2 separate regions of the Ovis aries genome follow, and region 2 is linked to region 1. The links are chromatin contacts, called in public Hi-C maps. All regions are on one chromosome and are shown on one strand. Each heading gives the region's core, a stretch centred on a gene start, on an enhancer-like site or on the middle of the called end of the contact. The rest is flanking DNA. Distances are from core to core; before and after follow the strand shown. Region 1 overlaps MOB3B (MOB kinase activator 3B). Region 2 holds the start of MOB3B (MOB kinase activator 3B).

Region 1 (5,982 bases), core at 1,225-3,724:
TTTCTGTTTTTGGTATTTGCCTTTTATATACTTTCTAGATTTTTTTTAAATACAAATGAAATTTTCCTAAAAAACAAGCTCTAGGCATTTAAAAAATAAAAAGAGAAGTAGGCAAAATCTCCAAATTGAAATTATATTTAGTTCTAGAAACAAAGTTAAAATGATGTTGCCTAGTCTTTGTGAGGAAAAGTGGTGATAGATGAAACCAGCATATCTATTGCCTAAGATACTCTACCACTTCTGTTCTGATCTACACATTTTAAAATTAGAGATCTTTGACAGCCTTTGAAAGATTTTTTTTTTTTAATATACATGGAACAAACTTGCATAAATTCCAGGAATCAAAGCTTATTCTTATCTCTCAGTGTAGCCATTTTTAGAACTGGCCACGGAGGGAATAAATGGTTCAAAGAAGTAAAATGATTTATTCCAGGTCACACAAATTATTTCTTACCTGACCGAGACTATGAAGAAACCAACTGACTGACGTTTACTACACCCTACACACCATCATACATTTTAGGAATTGAATTTTCACATGGAATAAAGAAATGTGGTATTTGCTAAGTGTCAGTCATCATGCTACCATAGCCATATGAATAAGTCAATATTAGGAATTCTAAAAACAAGTTCCAAAAAACAGTGATAAAAATCACAGAATCACAGACTGCTGTTCAACATCTTTATTCCAGAGATGTGAAGAGAACATGAGAGGGAGGAAGTGACTTGCTGAAAGCTGATAATGGCAGCACCAGAACTCCTGACCTGTGGACTCCGCTCCGAGTTGATCTCAGAGAGGCAATTTGTGCAAACAAGGATTTCTCAGAGTCACCTCAGCATGCTTCATGTAAAATTCCTCTAGCATTGTTGACTCTCCATCTAACCTAAAACCTAAAGGTCTCTCTCAGCATTCACACCAGTTCCCAGCTACAGCATTTAACGTTGGTCTGGACTCCCCAGCCACCTGGCCGTCGCTCTCCAGCTCCCCTTCTCTACTGTGAAATCCAGGACAATGCCCATATATATATATATATATATATATATATATATATATATATATATATATATATGTTTTCCTTTGTTCTTCTCTTCCTAAAGCACCTTCCTCCCAACTCCAGCCTCCTTCAAGGCTCTTGATCACTGTTCCTCCTCAAGGACACCCTTCCCATCTCATCCCCATGAAGTCTCAGGTGCTCCTCTTTTGGTTTCCCTTCGTGCCCAGAGCATCTCTCACGTTGTTCTATGGTAGTTTATTATTTCCCAGTTCTGGCAAGACATTGTTCTTGAAGAGATGAACTATGCCTTATTCCTGTTTGGACCCTGGTGCACAAGACCTGGCACATACTAGGTGCTTTAAAAATGCTTGTTGATTAGACTAAAATCCAATGAAGAGGAACAATTATTAGGTCTTAAAGTCCCTGTAAAATGAGAGCTGGAAAGAGATACAAACTGGATACCTTACTATGGGGGTGTGCATTTATGTTTATTATGAGTGCATGTCTGACTCCTTGGAACCTCATGGACTTGTCTCCCACTAGGCTCCTCTGTCCATGGAATTTACTTCTTGTTTAAAACTCTGTGAAGTAGGCAATGCTTTTTCTAATTTACAGATGAGGAAACAGAGGCTCAGAGGATTGAAGTAACTTGCCCAAGTTCCCATAGCTAGCAAGTGGGAAGGATAAAGGTTTGAGTCCAGATGTGTTTGACTCAGAAACAAAAATAATTAAACAAACAAATCCTGTTTCTATTACTCCACTGGGAGGGGAAATAAAAGAAAAGGAGTGAGGTTCTTTGTTTTTCTAGTGTTTTAACATGTGTTGGACCATAAAGAAGGCTGAGAGTCGAAGAATTGATGCTTTTGAACTGTGGTGCTGGGGAAGACTCTTGAGGATCCCTTTTACAGCAAGGAGATCAAAGCAGTCCATCCTAAAGGAAATCAACACTGAATATTCATTGGAAGGACTGATGCTGAAGCTGAAGCTCCAATACTTTGGCCACCTGATGTGAAGAGTCAACTCATTGGAAAAATGCTGGGAAAGATTGAGGACAGGAGGAGAAGGGGACGACAGAGGATGAGATGGTTGGATCGCATCACTGACTCAGTAGACAGAGTTTGAGCAAACTCCAGGAGATAGTGGAGGGCAGGGAAGCCTGGAGTGCTGCAATTCATGGGGTCACAAAGAGTTGAACACAATTGAGCAACTGAAAAACAATAAAACATATGTTTGCTTTAGAAGTCCTACAGCAACAGCATTTTAAAGCCAATTTCTTGTTTCCAATTCACCAATTTTCTGCTAATTCTGAGAAACAAGGAGAAAAGGGGAGGAAGAAGTATTGGAAATAAAGTCATGATTGAGAAAGAACAGGACACAAAGAGATGAAAGAAAGGTGGGTGTGGAAGGCGTAGCAGTGTGCTAAGAATGAGAAGACTGTGCCCAAAGCTTGGTGAAAAAGCCCTTTGTGTAAGCGGGCCCTTCCCTACACCAGCCACCACTACGATGAGGTAGTTTGAAGCACACAGAATAGTGTCAGATGCGGCACTAAGGCAGAAGTCAATGACTTCTCAGCTCACAGAGCGCAGGCACGCGCGTGCACACACGCGCATGCACACACGCACACGGCTCTTTCCTTCTCTGATAACGGAGCTTCACCAACACGTTAAAGGCAATATTCGAGGTTATAGTCGAGAAACGGTGACTCCACCCCAAAGGGCCCGGGGTGGGGGTGGGGAAGCGCTCCTGTTCTAAAATGCTTCCTTGAGTCCAATCAGTGGTACAGCCTCAGGACCCAGTTCCTCGAAGCCCCCTAACCTGGAGCACAGCCATGCCTCACCTGTCATCAGTCTCCTCGCAGATAAAGACAGACTTCAGAGAGTGGGGGTGAACTGCAGCGTGAAATACAGAGACCACATTTCTGGACAGACTTGGGGGCCAGGATGTGAGTAAAACACTATGAGTGAGAAGACTGTTTCATTCCTGACAGCAGTTAGCGCCCCTCTCCACCCTGGGTGGGGGCAGTAGCCAGGTCGGAAAGACGACTTTCTGTGGGCCCTCCACCCTACAGATGCCATTTCTTAAAGACTTCAAAACCTCCAAGTTGTATCCATATTATCCCTTTCTTTCTTTGGTGTTGGCTATTTTTCCCTTCCTTAACAAGTGTGTGGGTTGAAAATGGTGACCATCTCAAAAATTTCATTTCTCAAGGGTCTGCTAACCATGCCACCCCACCCCACCCCTATGCACCCCCATCCATTCCAGACAACGTGCTGCTTGCTGATGCCTGGGCTAGGACTTCACCAGAATCATCCCTGATCCACCCGCCCCTCAGGGTCCTCAGATCCTGTCAACACCCATTTCCCTCCAGCAATGTTTCTACACTGGAGGTCAAGCAGGTATTTTGCTATTTCCTCATCTCAGTATCTAACCCACTGGGAGCAAAGCAAGTCCCTTTGGAACTGGCAGTTTTCCTGGAGAAGCAGAGAGGATAAGAAGCAAAGGGAAAGTTAGCCGGCATCAGCAAGGATGCTGTGATTGTCAGCTAAAACGCATGGGGCAACATGGGGTAACATGGGGTGACTTCTGAGTGTAGGTAGGGACAAGGGTTCAATGAGGACTCATAGCATTATGATGCTGTGAGAAGGGTGCCACACTAGTGTCAAAACAACTACAGGGGTAGACTTCCCTGGTGGTTCAGTGGTAAAGAATTCGCCTGCAATCCAGGAGACCCGAGTTCAATCTCTGGGTCAGAAAGATCTCCTGGAGGAGGACATGGCAACCCACTCCAGGATTCTTGCCTGAAGAATCCCACGGATGGAGAAGCCTGGTGGGCTACAGTACATGGGGTCACAAAGAGTCCAACACAATCCAGTGACTAACATTTTCAATTTTCACTTTCCATTTTTCATCTCACACACTAGCAAAGTAATGCTCAAAATTCTCCAAGCCAGGCTTCAACAGTACACGAACCGTGAACTTCCAGATGTTCAAGCTGGATTTAGAAAAGGCAGAGGAACCAGAGATCAAATTGCCAACATCTGTTGGATCATGGAAAAAGCTTGAGAGTTCTAGAAAAACATCTACTGCTTTATTGACTACACCAAAGCCTTTGACTGTGTGGATCACAACAAACTATGAAAAATTTTTAAAGAGATGGGAATACCAGACCACCTTACCTGCCTCTTGAGAACTCTGTATGCAGGTCAAGAAGCAACAGTTAGAACTGGACATGGAACAACAGACTGGTTCCACATTGGGAAAGGAGTACGTCAAGCCTGTATATAGTCACCCTGCTTATTTAACTTATAGACAAAGTGCATCATACAAAATGCCAGGCTGGATGAAGCACAAGCTGGAATCAAGATTGCAGGGAGAAATATCAATGACCTCAGATACGCAAATGACATCACCCTTATTGCAGAAAGTGAAGAACTAAACAGCCTCTTGATGAAAGTGAAAGAGGAGAGTGAAAAAGCTGGCTTAAAGCTCAACATTCAGAAAACTAAGATCATGGCATCCACTACCATCACTTCATGGCAAATAGATGGAGAAACAATGGAAACAGTGAGAGACTTTATTTTCTTGGGCTCCAAAATCATTGCAGATGGTGACCACAGTCATAAAATTAAAAGACATTTGCTCCTTGGAAGAAAAGCTATGACCAATACCAATAAAGGTCCGTATAGTCAAAGCTATGGTTTTTCCAGTGGTCATATATGAATGTGAGAGTTAGACCATAAAGAAAGCTCAGTGCCAAAGAATTGATGCTTTTGAACTGTGGTGTTGGAGAAAACTCTTAAGAGTCCCCTGGACTGCAAGGAGATCCAACCAGTCCATCCTAAAGGAGATCAGTCCTGAGTGTTCGTTGGGAGGATTGATGCTGAAGCTGAAACTCCAATACTCTGGCCACCTGATGCTTAGAACTGACTCATTGGAAAAGACCCTGATGCTGGGAAAGATTGAAACTGGGAGAGGGGGATGACAGAGGATGAGATGGTTGGATGGCATCACCAGCTCGATGGACATGAGTTTGAATAAGCTCCAGGAGTTGGTGATGGACAGGGAAGCCTGGCGTGCTGCAGTCCATGAGGGTTGCAAAGAGTTGGACATGACTGAGCAACTGAACTGAACTGATTTCTCTTCATCCCCTACCAGATAGTCTCACCAAGTTCAAGTGACTGCAGAATTTCAGGGCCTGCCCCCCTCCTCTCTCCAGCCTGGCACGCACCTTGCTTCTGTTTGTTTCTACAAGGAGAGCCCCATTTCCTGAGTCAGTCACCTGTTCTTCCTTCAAGCCCTGCCTAAGTGTCTCCAGATGGGAGACAGAGCTTTTAGGGAAAGGGAACAGGACTCCAGAGTGAGGGAAGAGAGAAGGAGGATTGGGCGGGCCCCAGAGCCGGCTTCTAACAAGGTGCTCTGGCAGCCACCACTCAGACAGTACTCCCTCAGCTCAGAAGGTCAGTGTTTCATTTCAAAGGGGAACTCAGGAAAATATCAGGCTGCAGTGAAATCCTTGGAACGAGAGAGAGGAGGAGAAAATAAAAGCAAACGAGAAAATACAAAACATCCCCAGCCACTCTCTGGCCTGTCCCTGTAGGGACAGCTGGTCTTCAGAAGGTGGAAAGGAGGGCGGGGGCTCCCCCCACCTGCAGACACAGGGCGGCTGCGCAGCTCAGGCCCAGAGCCACCCGGCCCTCCCTGCCAGAGGGTTTCTCCTCTCGGTTTCTAGAATCCAAATAGCATGTATGGCAGGAAATGACAGTGACCTTGACAGTTCCGTGGGGGCTCCATAAGAAACCTCTGTTCCACCCAAGGTGCAGGACCGAACCACTGAGACTCCGCCTTCGCTGCAACAGGGCCTCTCAGTGCACTCGCCAGTGCGACCTACTGGGTCTCCCGGGTGAACTGGCCCACTCAGAGCGGTTCCGATCTGGGTCCGCAGGAGGTCCGAGCCCTGGAAGCACCCCTCCCCGCCGGCCCCCAGTCT
Region 2 (5,982 bases), core at 1,053-3,552, 210 kb after region 1:
TGTAAGGCTATGTGCAGGTATACATTCCAACAGGTGTATAGACAGTCTCCCCTCACCAGCTAAGCAACTCTGGGAGCATCATCTGGGGACCCTGCCCTCTGAGAATGGCTACTACGTTTTTGCCCAAATTCTATTCCCTCTATCCTCCGAGGCATAGTTGATTTACAATATTATATTAGTTTCAGGTGTACGTCCTAGGTCTTTAATAATCCTCGGTCACTAAGAATAAGCACCACGTGTAAGCACACAACTTGATAGGAAAGGCAGAGTAATAATAGGGTCGTTATAACCTCACCGGCGCGCTCACAGGGGAATTCGGTCCCCAGACACAGATTCGCAGGGACTGGGTAACGTCTACACAGTCAGTGCTGGGTCCTCCATGTCTGCTCTTACCAAATGTTGAGAGGGTTCCCGGGCTTTAAACTGGAGCGCTGTGCGAAGTCAGGACCCCAAGTTCATTCTGGAGGGAGCCACTTCACTCCTATTTCTAAGCAAAGTCTCGAGGCTTCCTAGGTTATTTCTACATCTCCATTAGTGAGTGGCTCGGCGATACAGAATCAGCCTGCAATGCAGGAGACTCAGAAGACCCGAGTTACAGAAGAGGACCCTTCCCGACATGGATGGGGAAGATCCTCTGAAGAAGGAAATGTCAACCCATTCCAGTGTTCTTGCCTGGGAAAGTCCATGGACAGAGGAGCCTGGCGGACTACAGTCCACGGGGTCGCAAAAGAGTCGGACACAACTGAGCACAGCACTGCACACACGCCCTGCTTAGACTCGCCTGCCCTTCGGCGCTTGGAAACTCAGAGCCTTAGTCTCAGAGCCTTGGACTTAACTGTTTGCCTATCAGACTTGCCCAGATCCCGTCCCACCGCCTGGCAACGGGCCAACCACACGCCTTTAGGCGGAGATTGGAATCCACTGGAACTCACAGGAAAGGGGCACCCGGGATTGGGGCAGCACCTCGCTTCCACTCTCTCCCGCGAGCGGCACCTTCTGGATCTGCGCTCCGCCGCGCGCTAGGGATAAGATCTGAGAAATGCGCCCGGGGCCACAGGCAGCGGAGGAGGCGGGGAAGGCACAACTTTCCCTCCGCCCTCTCACCGCAAGGCCCGGGAGGGGCGGCCCCACAGGAGTCGGGCTCCTCGCCTTCCCCAGGCGGGCTCCCGGGCGCAAGCTGGCCGGGAGGCTGGCGTAGGGGGGCGGGGGAGGAGGACGAGAGGGGCTTCCTTGTCTCCAGAGCCCCGCCAGATGTTAGAAAGGCGAACAATAGGGGAAACGCCGAGAAACAAAAGGCCATTCGCCTGGATCTCCATCGGCTCTGTCGCGTGGTCCCTGCGAGGCGGTCGTCTGGGAGGGGTCAGGGAGGTGGGTAAGGGGGGATCTTGAGAAGTCTGGGGTGTCGGTTTGGTACTTACTTGCCAGGCCCCGGGGGTCGGCCCTGTACCCTTCCAGAGCGGTCCAAAGGCAGGGAGGAGCAATCAGGAAAGTTGAAAGGGTTTTCACCTTCCTGAGTGTAGGGAAAGGGAGGGGCTGGGATTCCAGATGTTTGACAGTTGTTGGCCCAGGGGTTCCGAAGGATTTGTACGCCCTTTACACACCCTCTCCCTCCGCGAAGCAGCAGCAGTCCCCGGGGCGACCCGGCCGACGCAGCGGAGTTCCCCTTAGCAGTCCCGAGCCGAGCCTCCGCCTTCAATACCAAGACGCCCTAAACGTGGTCCCCCTGCCCGGGCGCACTTTGGTAAAAGTTTGTCTTCCCGCCACCCACAGTCCAGCATGCACTCTGCAATCATCTGCGATCCGGGATGGATTCGGGGACAGAGTCGTACCGCCCCCTCCTCCCCAAGAGAAGAACGATTTCACTGATAGACCTTTAACATTCAAGGCCCCGGAGCCCGGGAGGACTCTCGTTCCAACCCGGGAAGGGAGCGGGAGGAGGCTGCCAGAAGCCAAGACGCGGGCAGGGGTCTGAGGCCGATTCCAGTCCCGGAAGCAGGCGGAGGGCGGGCGGGGAAACAGGGTCCGCCGCCTCCCGCCCTCCTGTTGCACTCGCCCCAGGTGTGCCCCGCACCTCTAAACCGCCCGGGCGCGACCCGGCGCGAGCGGCTGCGAGCTGCGCCACCTCCCCGCGCTCGGAGCGAGTTCTCACTCACCGTGGGGTTTTACCTTCAGCCCCGGGGCCCTGTCGGCTGCCCGCGCCGGGGCAGCTGCTGGCGGCGCGAGAGGAAGACGGTGAGCTCGGGGCAGGAGGGGCGACGCTCGCGGATCCAGTGCGGGGCTCCCAGGCCAGCGCGCGCGGTCTCAGCAAGCGCGCGGGCGAGCGAGCACCCGGCTCCAGCTGCCGCCGCCGCCGCCGCTCCAGAGCAGCCCCCACCGGCACCCGGAGCGCGGCTCCCTTGCGAGGGCGCGAGCGGAGCGGGGACCCCCTGGCGGCCGCCTTCGGAACGGCAGCTCCCTTGGGAAGGAACGTCAGGTCGCCTTAGGGTCATCTTCCCTCCGGAAAGAGGTGGGGAATGGACCGTCTGAGCGGGGCTCCCAGCCTCCTGGGAAAAACATTGACCCTTTGGCCAGGGCGAGGAGGAAGCTATCAGATCAGAAAGGATGCGTTCTGGATCCACCACGGTCACATCCAAAGCACCTAGAGAGGGGGAAATTGCTTACTTTCTCCAGGGTTTTTTGACTTGAAAAATGCTATGGACTGCCAGACAGAGAATAGCAGTAATCATTGGAAACTACTTCGAGATTCTAGCAAATTCACTAGAATAAGCTGAGAGTAATGAAATGAGCATGGACCTTGAATCCCAACCCACAGCCTGCCCCTTTCTCTTTGTGTGATATTGGTCTATGACCTCTAAACCTCAGTATTCTCTGTAAATTGGGAAGAGCAGCGTCTACCTGCAAGGGTGGTACTAAAGGATAAACTAAACATAGAAAGTATTCTTTGTTCATAGTAGGAGTCATGATATATAAGCCTCCTGAGGCAGAAAAAAAATGTCTTCCATATCTTTTTATTCCTCGTATAATAGCATCTTCGTCCACATTGACTGCGAAGAATACCAAATGACTAGGTATTACATTTTATAATTCTCAGTACACGCTTTAAAGAAGTATGGAAAGATATTAAGTAGAAACTAGACTACACAGAGAAACATCTCTCCCCCAAAAGCTATTTCCACAACCACCAAGTGAGAACCTCTAAACCCACACTCATCCTTTGCAATATCAAGTCTGATACTATAAGAAATATTTAATAGTCATGGTCTAATGATATCAACCCTGAATTAAAGGATTCCACTGAATTTTGTGTCATTTGGCAATGCAAAGATATTGAAGACTGTGAATATAAAACTCAAACTCGAGAAGAAAAAATGGTCAGACACTAAAACCCATCCAACTAAGAAGCGTTTTGAGTCACTGTTGACTCATGCAATCTCATTTCTAAGCTGTCTCAACCCTCATTCACTTCTTTAAAGCTCCTTTTGTCCTTTGGCCTCATGGCAATCAACTCTTCTTCCCCATCCAGAACAATTAGGGTGAAAGTGTCTCTTAATTACCCTAGTTTACCTTTCCTAGTCCTTCTGTTTCACTCCTTTTCCCAAATTGGGAAAAGCCTGTTGCCTGCCCTAGAATTCTCGTTACAGAGTTTTTCTGTTCTGTCAAGAAGAGAGGAAAAATAAGTTTTTCTGTCTCAGAAACTAAAGAAGAACATCAAGAGCCAACTTCTGCTCTCGAACAAAGGGCTCAAGATCCAGGGCACAGACGGGCAGAGTATGTGTAGGGCAAAGAAAACATTGGATGCTAATCAATAAGCACTGATGGAACTGTCTCTGCCTCTCTGCTTGGGTTTCAGCCTTGCCTCATCCCACTTCCTCCCCTTAGTGGCCCCTTCAATGGGGAGCAACAGTGAAGCTGGTGGGGGTGGGAGGAACCTTCATTATTTCCTGGCTAACTTTCACCAGTGAGTGGGGTCAGTATGATGAATCTTCCTGATCCAGCTTCCCTGCCTGTGAGCTGGTGACTGGAAGAGGATGGCGCAAACTTCAGAATCTGCTCTGAAAGGCCAGCATTTTAAATCCAAGCCCTCCTTGGTCCAGTTTCTTAGTCTATTCAGGCAACTGAAAGGAAATACTGTAGACTGGGTGGCTGATAAACAGAAACGACTTCTCAAAGTTTTAGAGGCTGGGATGCCCAAGAGGAGTGCACTGGCAGATTTGGTGTTTGATGATGGCCCATTTCCTCACTGACATCTTTTCTCTGTGTCCTCACATGGCAGAAGGAGGCAAGGAAGCTTTCTCAGGCCTCTTTGCTGTTTTTGGTTGTTGTTTTCATAAATAATTTAGTTTTTGCTGCACACAGGCTTTCTCTAGTTGTGGCAAGTGGGGGGCTACTTTTCGTTATCGTGCACAGACTTCTTATTTGGTGGTCTCTCTTGTTGCAGAACTCAGGCCTAAGGCTCCAGACTTCAGTAGTTATGGCACATGGGCTCAGCAGTTGCAACCCCTAGGCTCTAGAGCACAGGTTCAGTAGTTGTGGTGCATGCTCTGAGGTATGTGGAATCTTAGGAATTGAACCTATGTTTCCTACACTGGCAGGCAGATTCTTATCCACTGAACCACCATGGAAGTCCTCTCAGGCCTCTTTGATAAGGGCACTAATTCTATTCACAAGGGTCCCTGCCCTTGTGACCTAGTTCAGTTCAGTTCAGTCACTCAGTTGTGTCCGACTCTTTGTAACCCCATGAATCGCAGCACACCAGGCCTCCATGTCCATCACCAACTCCCAGAGTTCACTCAGACTCACATCCATCAAGTCAGTGATGCCATCCAGCCCTCTCATCCTCTGTTGTCCCCTTCTCCTTCTGCCCCCAATCCCTCCCAGCATCAGAGTCTTTTCCAATGAGTCAACTCTTCACATGAGGTGGCCAAAGTACTGGAGTTTCAGCTTTAGCATCATTCCTTCCAAAGAAATCCCAGGGCTGATCTCCTTCAGAATGGACTGGTTGGATCTCCTTGCAGTCCAAGGGACTCTCAAGAGTCTTCTCCAACACCACAGTTCAAAAGCATCAATTCTTTGGTGCTCAGCTTTCTTCACAGTCCAACTCTCACACCCATACATGACCACTGGAAAAACCATAGCCTTGACTAGACAGACCTTTGTTGGCAAAGTAATGTCTCTGCTTTTGAATATGCTATCAAGGTTGGTCATAACTTTCCTTCCAAGGAGTAAGTGTCTTTTAATTAGAACTGGACATGGAACAACAGACTGGTTCCAAATAGGAAAAGGAGTATGTCAAGGCTGTATATTGTCACCCCGCTTATTTAACTTCTATGCAGAGTACATCATGAGAAACGCTGGGCTGGAAGAAACACAAGCTGGAATCAAGATTGCCGGGAGAAATATCAATAACCTCAGATATGCAGATGACACCACCCTTATGGCAGAAAGCGAAGAGGAACTAAAAAGCCTCTTGATGAAAGTGAAAGAGGAGAGTGAAAAAGTTGGCTTAAAGCTCAGTTTTCATAAAACGAAGATCATGACATCTGGTCCCATCACTTCATGGGAAATAGATGGGGAAACAGTGGAAACAGTGTCAGACTTTATTTTTGAGGGCTCCAAAATCACTGCAGATGGTGGTTGCAGCCATGAAATTAAAAGACGCTTACTCCTTGGAAGAAAAGTTATGACCAACCTAGATAGCATATTCAAAAGTAGAGACATTAATTTGCCGAGGAGATCAACCCTGGGATTTCTTTGGAAGGAATGATGCTAAAGCTGAAGCTCCAGTACTGTGTCCACCTCATGCAAAGAGTTGACTCATTGGAGAAGACTTCGATGCTGGGAAGGATTGGAGGCAGGAGGAGAAGGGGACGACCGAGGATGAGATGGCTGGATGGCATCACTGACTCGATGGATGTGAGTCTGAGTGAACTCCGGGAGTTGGTGATGGACAGGGAGGCCTGGAGTGCTGTGATTCATAGGGTC

The links. Hi-C and Micro-C count contacts between places; a contact is called where the count stands out from the background.
Region 2: a Hi-C map of hypothalamus shows a contact between it and region 1, with 6 times the contacts expected there. The contact joins the promoter of MOB3B here to the enhancer-like site in region 1. A contact is called at or near these places in 8 of 16 Hi-C or Micro-C datasets (hypothalamus, liver, muscle and 4 more).

Annotation. Positions count from the first base shown.
Region 1 is chr2:96,028,962-96,034,943 of ARS-UI_Ramb_v3.0, forward strand. All of the region lies in intron 3 of MOB3B (MOB kinase activator 3B), which reads right to left. Among named protein-coding and RNA genes, the nearest start is that of EQTN, 15 kb to the left of the region's middle. Within about 2 kb of position 2,475, at least 10 of the 54 cell types and tissues checked have an H3K27ac peak or open chromatin away from gene starts, as enhancers often do. A contact at or near this core is called in hypothalamus, where this site is marked.
Region 2 is chr2:96,235,885-96,241,866 of ARS-UI_Ramb_v3.0, forward strand. It overlaps MOB3B (MOB kinase activator 3B), which reads right to left and starts at 2,303. Exons shown (of 4, transcript XM_004004422.6): 1 at 2,154-2,303.